Linked DNA regions of Mus musculus: region 2 is linked to region 1. A link is a contact called in public Hi-C data. All regions are on one chromosome and are shown on one strand. Each heading gives the region's core, a stretch centred on a gene start, on an enhancer-like site or on the middle of the called end of the contact. The rest is flanking DNA. Distances are from core to core; before and after follow the strand shown. Region 1 holds the start of Eps15 (epidermal growth factor receptor pathway substrate 15). Region 2 overlaps Ttc39a (tetratricopeptide repeat domain 39A).

The links. A called contact is a pair of places that touch in the nucleus more often than the background predicts.
Region 2: a Hi-C map of embryonic fibroblasts shows a contact between it and region 1, with 2.2 times the contacts expected there. The contact joins the enhancer-like site here to the promoter of Eps15 in region 1. A contact is called at or near these places in 15 of 39 promoter capture datasets (the 3T3-L1 cell line, 3T3-L1-derived adipocytes, the C10 cell line and 11 more), 2 of 15 datasets of contacts at CTCF or cohesin (large pre-B cells and pro-B cells), 9 of 484 Hi-C or Micro-C datasets (B cells, the Ba/F3 cell line, CD8 T cells and 6 more), 3 of 115 datasets of contacts at active chromatin or transcription factors (bone marrow-derived macrophages, embryonic stem cells and fetal liver) and 2 of 9 other capture datasets (adipose tissue and liver).

What each region holds. Positions count from the first base shown.
Region 1 is chr4:109,278,119-109,282,126 of GRCm38.p6, reverse strand. Eps15 (epidermal growth factor receptor pathway substrate 15) reads right to left here and starts at 1,852. Exons shown (of 25, transcript NM_007943.3): 1 at 1,683-1,852. The coding sequence starts at 1,715. Gm40225 (a long non-coding RNA gene) reads left to right here and starts at 1,804. Exons shown (of 3, transcript XR_868003.2): 1 at 1,804-2,105.
Region 2 is chr4:109,431,477-109,435,358 of GRCm38.p6, reverse strand. Ttc39a (tetratricopeptide repeat domain 39A) reads right to left here. Exons shown (of 18, transcript NM_153392.2): 11 at 3,761-3,820; 12 at 2,209-2,370. Among named protein-coding and RNA genes, the nearest start is that of Ttc39a, 26 kb to the right of the region's middle. Within about 2 kb of position 2,073, at least 73 of the 459 cell types and tissues checked have an H3K27ac peak or open chromatin away from gene starts, as enhancers often do. A contact at or near this core is called in embryonic fibroblasts, liver, rod photoreceptor and 1 more, where this site is marked.

The sequences.
Region 1 (4,008 bases), core at 603-3,102:
CAGAAAGCCAACACCCAAAAGTCAATGTTTCCATTCCTCAAATGTGAGTTTCAGAAGGACCCTTCTAAACAGATTCATGACAAGACTGGGCCATCTTAAAAGTTCTTCCCTGTTAGATGCAAGTCAAAACACAATGACCCACAGGAAATAAATTTGGAAATGTAAAGTTTATGAGGTTATTCCTAAAGGCTGTCTTACCTGTGGGATGCCTCTGTGTGTGTGTGTGTGTGTGTGTGTGTGTGTGCGCACTATAATACACACACACACACACATACAGTATATATAGAATCACTTTTGCTGGGGATATGGCTCAGTCGGTACAGGGCCTGTCTAGCCAGCATGAAGTCCTGAGTCTGATCCCTGGCGATGAATAAACTAATATAGTGGTACAGTCCACTTGGGAGATGGAGGAAGAAGGATCCAAAATCAAGGTCATTCTTGATATTCTTGATTACATAGTGAGTTCAAAGCCAGCTTGATCTATTTGAGACCCTGTCTCAAAATAAATAAGTAAATAAAATTTCCACCCTGGCTCCTGGGGAAAATACTTTTTTATCTCCAAGTTCTTGGAAAGAAACACCTCAAAACCTCTTTATCATAACATAGAAATAATCTATTACCCAAACACATGCCCTACCTTATAAGTACAGGCAAATCTAGGCCAAGGAGACAAGATGGCAGGGAGCTATCACAGGGCAGGCTGATAGGCTGAGGTGGGCTTATACCAGGGAGTACACAGCCCCCAGCTATGGAGAAGGCAAACTTCTGGGCAGTGAAGATGAAAGGGACTGGCAGGTGTTTGGTACCTCATCCCTCCTGGGTGTCTTGAGATGACTACGCTTGGTTTTACAGAAACGGAGAACTCAGGTTCTCCTAAGTGAGTGATGTTTAGATGTATCCCTCGAGGATGGGGCTCTGAAGGAAGAGAACATTTTAATAATGATGATGATGATAAAGAGGCGAGACTCCGAGAACAGACTCCGAGAACAGCTTTTGGTCGAGATCGTCCCAGGACAAAGTTATCTCCCCGGTGGTTCCGGGCACCAGGGAGGAAAGAGGCGCCCCACCTGCAGAAGGCTGGCACCATGACCCCTCGGACGACGATCAGAGACGGCGCCCTCGCGGGTGGGAAAGTCTGCAAGGGGATCTGAGCAGAAGTGAGTGGGTCAAGTGCCCGGACAGGATGCGACTTCTGGAAGCCAGGCTGACTTGAGGGAACTGAGGGGAACTCGGCAGTCGTCGCTCCCGCGGACCGGAGCAGAGCGAAGCTGAGGGAACCCTGCCCCGCCGAAGTCGAGCCTCGCATCGCCCGCGGCCGCTGTCTAGCGTGAGCCCCACCGGAGCTCACCTGGCGGCCGTCAGGCCCGGAGGAGAAACTTGCCGAGAAGGTGAGCGCCGACGGGACCTGGAGGAGAGCGGCGCGGAGACCCGCGGCGGGGGCGGCGGCCGGGTGGGAGCCGCGCGGGGCGGAGCCGAGAGCCCGGCGACCCGGGGCGGGGGTGCGGCGGCCCCGGCTCGCCGCTCCCGCTCCGACTCGGGATGGCGCCCGCACTCCTCACACGCGCTCCCACCGTGCGGCCCGAGGGCAGCCGCCGCGCCAGCGCCCCAGAGCGGTGGAGGGGGGGAGGGAGGGCCGGGGAACCCCGGCGGGTCGAGCCGGGCCGACCGGCGGGCGGCGTTACCTGTGTCAGGGAGAGCTGGGCTGCCGCAGCCATGGTGTTTCCATCATGCACGGGAGGGGAAGGAAGGACGGACGGACGGGGGCCCGGGGCGGGAAGGAGGCGGAGGGACAGGCCGTAGGCGAGGCCGGCGGCCGGGCGTCTCCCCGAACTTCGACAACTTCCCTCCTCACGCCGCCCCGCCCCGCCCCGCCCCGCCGGCCTCACAGGCCGTGGCGGCGCGCAAAGCCCGGAGCGGGAGTCTGAGCCGCGGAACCAGGCCCTGACCCCGGCCTCCCTGGAAAACCCGGTGCGGATAGGGCTCTGGGGTGGACGGTCAGCGGAGGCGGCGCCACAGAGACCTGAGTTTAGGCAGGTCACCCACCATCCTTCTTCCTGGGCTGCTGTTTTCTGTAAAGTGCGGGGAGAAATTAGAACCATGTCCAGGTGGGTTGTGGGAACTAAAAAAGTAATGGTACTAAGTAATGACAGGAGCGGTTTAGTAGTAATAACATTAAATAATTCTGATTGTGTGTGATTCTGCACTAAATGCTTTTGTTTGTTTGCTGTTTGTTTAAAACAAGGTCTCTCTCTGTGTAGCCATGGCTATCCCGAAGCTCACTGTATAGATCAGGCTGGCCTCAAACTCACAGAGATCCACTTCCCTCTGCCTCCAGAGTGCTGGGATTAAGGAGATGTACCACTACTCCAGGCCTAAATACTTTTTTAAAAAATTGTGTGAATAGGGGATTTGAAACAGAAAGAAGTTATACAAATGAGGATGGTGAAAGCCAGCCAGGCATGGTGGCACATACCTTTAATCTCTGAGAGTTCCATGCCAGCCTGCTCTACATAGTGAGTTCAAGGACACATAGTAAGGCCCTGACTGAAATAAAAAGAAAAGGGCCTCCCCGAAAAGAAAAAACAAAACAAAACAAAACAACTCTCTTACCCGAAGTTTAAAAACTAACTAGAAAGCTGGATTACAAATCTTTCTACCTGCTATCACATTAAGAAGGCATGTAAATCCTTCTAAAGTAAAAATCTTGGGAGCAAGAAGGAACTGCTTGCCTTGCCTGCTCCCTGTCCTGCCTAGACTGTTTAATTTAAAAAAAAAAAAAAAAAAAAAAAAAAAAAGCAGGTGTAGGGCCACAGTGGAGTTCAGAGGTACAGTGAGTGCATAAAGTCCCATCTCAAATTCTTTTTTTTTTTTTTGTCTGGTTGGTTGGTTGGTTTTGGTTTTGGTTTTTTGAGACAGGGTTTCTCTGTATAGCTCTGGCTGTCCTGGAACTCACTCTGTAGACCAGGCTGGCCTTGAACTCAGAAATCTGCCTGCCTCAGCCTCCCAAGTGCTGAGATTAAAGGAATGTGCCACCAGTGCCCGGTTCCTCTCAAATTCCTTTTTGTCATAAATGCCACCTCTTGACAGAGTATTGTCTCTCCAAACTAGTGTTCATACTCTTTTGTTGACTTTACTAGAAGAGGGCAACAACCTCCTAATGACCTGTTTACATAAGTCTAACCACCCCCCTCAGCTCACCAGTGGCAGAGATTTTTTAATATATATGTATTTTAACACCATAACATTATAGTATATGCTTAAATGAAGGCCTTTGTCCTGCCTGTATTCAACATTATACACCTTACTCTTTTTCATTTTGCCACACTTAGTTAGAATAAGGAACCGCTTACCTGAAATTGTCATCTGCAAAGGTTCTTATTTAGGGTGACTACTGCCGTGATGAAACACCATGACCAAAGACAACCCGAAGAGTAAAGAATTTATTTCCCTCACAGTCTGGTCATCATCAAAAGCAGTGAGGAAAGGAATTCAAACAGGGCAGGAGCCTGGAGGCAGGGTCTGAAGCAGAGGCCATGGTGGGGTGCTGCTTACTGACTTACTCAGTTTGCTTTCTTATAGAACCCAGGCTTGGGCCTTCTCCTACCAACTACTAGTTAAGAAAATGCCCTACAGTGAGGTCTTATGGAGGCTTTATCTCAACTGAGGTTTCCTCGTGTCTAATAAATCTAACTTGTGTCAGGTTGATGTAAAACTACACTCAGTTTGTATGTAGCCTACTTCAGAAGGTCTAGGAAGTCTGCATACCAGCTTTTAGTTACTTTGATATGACTTTTTTATTCTGCCTTTTTTATTGTGTGTGTGTGTGTGTGTGTGTGTGTGTGTGTAGTACTTGGGGAGGGGGTAGATTCTCTCCTTCCACCATGGAGGTTTCGGGGATGGAACTCAGGCTAGCAGTCTTGGCAGCCATTGCACTAATCTAGTAAGCTGCTTCAAAGGCCATATCCTCTGCCTCGTTTTAAGAGTTAGTTGATGACCTGCCTACATCTG
Region 2 (3,882 bases), core at 824-3,323, 150 kb before region 1:
CCAGGCTGGAATGAGAGACTTGTCTTAGTTTGGGTTTCTATGGCTGAGGTGAAACATCGTGACACACAGAGGAGGAAAGGGTTGATTGGACTCACAGTTCCATAGAACAGTTCATCACAGAGAGCAGCAAGGGCAGGAACTCAAGCAGGGCAGGAACCTGGAGGCAGGAGCTGATGCAGAGGCCGTGAGGGGGGCTGCTTACTGCCTTACTCCTCGTGGCTTATTCAGCCTGCTTTCTTATGAAACCCAGGACCACCAGCTCAGGGTGACATCACCCTCCCACATCAATCACTAATCTTAAAAAAAAAAAAAAAAAATCCTCCAGGCTTGCCTACAGTCTGATCTTATGGGGGGCATTTTCTCTGTTGAAGTTACCTCCTTCCAGATGACGCCAGTTTATATCAAGTTGACATAAAAAACAGACAGGAAAAAAAAGTCTGGGTAATGGGTAATGGCTCAGTGTATAAAATGCTCACTGCATACGTGTGAGAACCTGAGTTCGTCAGCACATGCATAAAGCTAGGCTTCCTTGCAGGTGTCTGTAACCCCAGTTTGGGACTGGCAAGTGGGGCAGAGTTGAAGCAGGGCAAATACAGGAAGTCCCTAGGGTTCACTGGCAAGCCCACATAGCTGAAATGACAAGGTTCATATTCCATGAAGAGATATCACTTCAAAAAATAAGATAGAGAGCAAGAGAGAATGACATCTGGAAGCCAGTGTCTGGCCTCCTTCACAGATTCATGTGCCAAATATATGTTCTAGCACACACAAAAAATGAGTTATTGAATAGTAGCTCATTTTTCATATTAACTATGGGAGATAGTTAATACATGGTCTCATATAGGCAAGGGGAACACATAGTCCATGAGTCACATGACGGGACAAGGGGATAGGGACAGAAGGAAATCAGTAAGCCACAGGAGAATGTGGGACATGACAGCTGGACATGGTGGCACAAGCTTTTAATCCCAGCCATTGCCTTGATCCAGATGGGGGTGGGGTGGGAGTGGGGCTCCACCTGTAGCCCACAGCAGTCCTTCAAGACATATATGGCCTACCTCTTGACTGTACCCCATGTTGTCCCTGACTGGGGAGTTTTTTCACTGAAAGTCATCAAACATGGTATATCTTCTGTTCTTCATGGCTCTGTGCCTTCAGTGTCTTCTCTTTGTTCTCTCTGTATCCTGGCCTAGGCCTGCCACCGAGAGTGCCCAGCAAGCACAAGAATTCAAGGTCCTTTCTGCCCCCGCTATAATAAAGCTCGAAGGACCTGTCAGGCTTTCCATGACCTGCCCCAAACACAGGATCGTCTGATGGCATCTCTTCCCCATCCCTCCATAGACCCTCTGGGCTTTTGCCTGTGAAGACTTTCTCTTACGGCCTCCCTGCCCCCACCCTGACAGACCTCTTCCACTCACTGACAACCAGGAGTCAGGCTGGAGTATGCAGTGACTCATTTACAGTCAAGTCATCCAGGGACATCGGGTAGACCACAGTCACTTCTGATCCAAGGCCTTCTCCCTGGTGTCAGCTGTTTGCCCTCTCATTCCACAAATGTTTACCTCACTGCAGTAGGAAACCCAGGCTGTGCCAGGCACACAGTACCTGTCAGCTTCCAGCAAGTGGCTTCTGGCATCCGGCCTCACTTTCATACCACAGCCCTTACCCAGTGGACACAGAGCCTCTCGGGAGTACCCGAGCCCTGAGCCCGTGCATTTCTTGCTCTGGGCTTTCACCCTCCCTGGCTCCCCTTCAAAGGTTTTACCTTCTTAGGCCTACTTGGAGCCCTTTGATTTAAAACACATAAAGTGTAAACAATGTGTTGGTGATGTGTCCATGTGGCTGGTGGCTGCCACACTGGGGTAGCACAGAAGAAAGACACCCCTGCCACAGTAGCCAGTGTGATTAGACAGCACTTGCTAGACATGTGATAGGTAGATACGCTGACACTTCGGAGTTGGAGGGGTGTAACTCGGGAAGCAGGGGATGCTTAGCGTGGATAGACAGGGCCCTGGATCAATCCCCAGCACCAAGTCCAGTTTCTCTGCTGGTCACAGCTTTTCCCTCCTCCCAACCCTGAGTCCTGTTCAAACATTTGGTTCTGTTTAGATGCCAGGGGACAAATCTGTGTTCAGTCAGGGGTTTGGCCCTTAGCTCCGAGGCTCCATGGCTTATCGGGGCGACCCCTGACCCACAGTGTCAGCTTACCTTGGACCAGGAGTTCTCCTTGCTCAGCAGGTCGGCGTAGAAGTAGGCCATTTTCCACTGGCCCTTGTAGGTAAAGCACCACATCAGCTCCCAGTAGCACATGTGGTGAAACTGCTTCCAGTGCTGCTGGGCCTCGCAGCACTCCTCAAACCGCCGGACAGCCTGGGACAAGCAGAGGTCAGCTCAGGGAGGCCCACCGGACCCCCATAGGACAGCCTGGGACAAGCACAGGCCAGCTTAGGGAGGCCCAGTGGGCCCCCATAGGACAGCCTGGGACAAGCAGAGGCCAGCTTAGGGAGGCCCAGCGGGCCCCCATAGGACAGCCTGGGACAAGCACAGGCCAGCTCAGGGAGGCCCCACCTGGCCCCACAGCCCACAGCAGGGATGGCCTCCCCCAAGGCACGGGCGTCTGGAAGCCAGGGAATCTGGCTTCCTGTACTGGCGCGACACTAAGCCTCATTGACGATCCATGATGCTTGCCCCCTCGTATGGATTCTAGAGATCTGGTCCCTGAGTGAGAGCTCCGAGCAGAGCACACTGGGGGAGGGGACAGAAGGTACAAGCTGTTGAGGCTGTAATTCTCCCATCCCTGTGTGCACGTGGGCATGGATGTGGGTGGAGCCAACCCCAAGCACCTTTCCTCAGGAGCTATCCATCTTTATCTTGAGACAGGGTTTCTCGCTGAGACCTGGGGTTCCCCGATTAGGCTAGGCTGGCTGGTCAACAAACCTCATGCCACCATGTCTGGCTTTTTCACATGGGTGCTGGGGACTAAACTCAGGTCTTATCCTTTTGTGCCAAGCAGCTTACCAACTGGGCCATCCATCCAGTCCCAGAAGGTGTTAATATACTAATACAATAATGTCTGGACCTCAGAAAGAACACCAAAGAGTCCAGTAGTTTCCATGGTTACTCACAGCCAGGGATTTATCCTGCGAGGGCTCGCTGGAGATTTCCAGGACTCTGGAATGTAGCCTTCTATATTGGCATAGTTCTCTGAGCTTTGCCATGGCTGTGACCTTCCCTGTCTCTAGCTCAGTGGTTCTCACCCTTACTAATGCTGTGACCTTTTAATACAGTTCCTCGTGTTGTAGTGATTCCCAACCATACAATTATTTTCATTGCTACTTCATAACTGTAATTTTGTTACTGTTGTGAACTGTAAATATCTAAAGTTTTCTTCTGATGGTCTTAGGTGACTCCCGTGAAAGGGTCATTTGGCCCCAAAAGGGTCATGACCCACAGGTTGAAAAACATTGCCCAATCCCTTTCCATGGCCCTTTCTCCTCCTTCCTCACTCCCACCCCTACCCTATTCACCGAATCCAGCCTAGTCACCCATGCCCCGGGGGGACAGCAGCTTTTCCTGATCAGGAATGTCAGAATCCTATATCTTCCTATCAAAAGGCACCTCTCTCCTCCCAGACCACCTCTGACAGAATGCTTCTCCTACCCCTGCCCCTTCCTGGGCTCACCCTATCCCCGAGTATGGCCTCTATGTATCTAACGTCTTGCTGGGCTGGGATACCCCAAGAAAGCCCCACATCACTCACAGCATCAATATTTCCTTTGATAGCTTCAATCCGCCCAGCAAAGAACAGGAAGATGGCGCCCTGCAATGATACTCGTGAGGATCCGGGTGGGTCCACTGGGTACTGGTGGGGTGGGAGTGCCC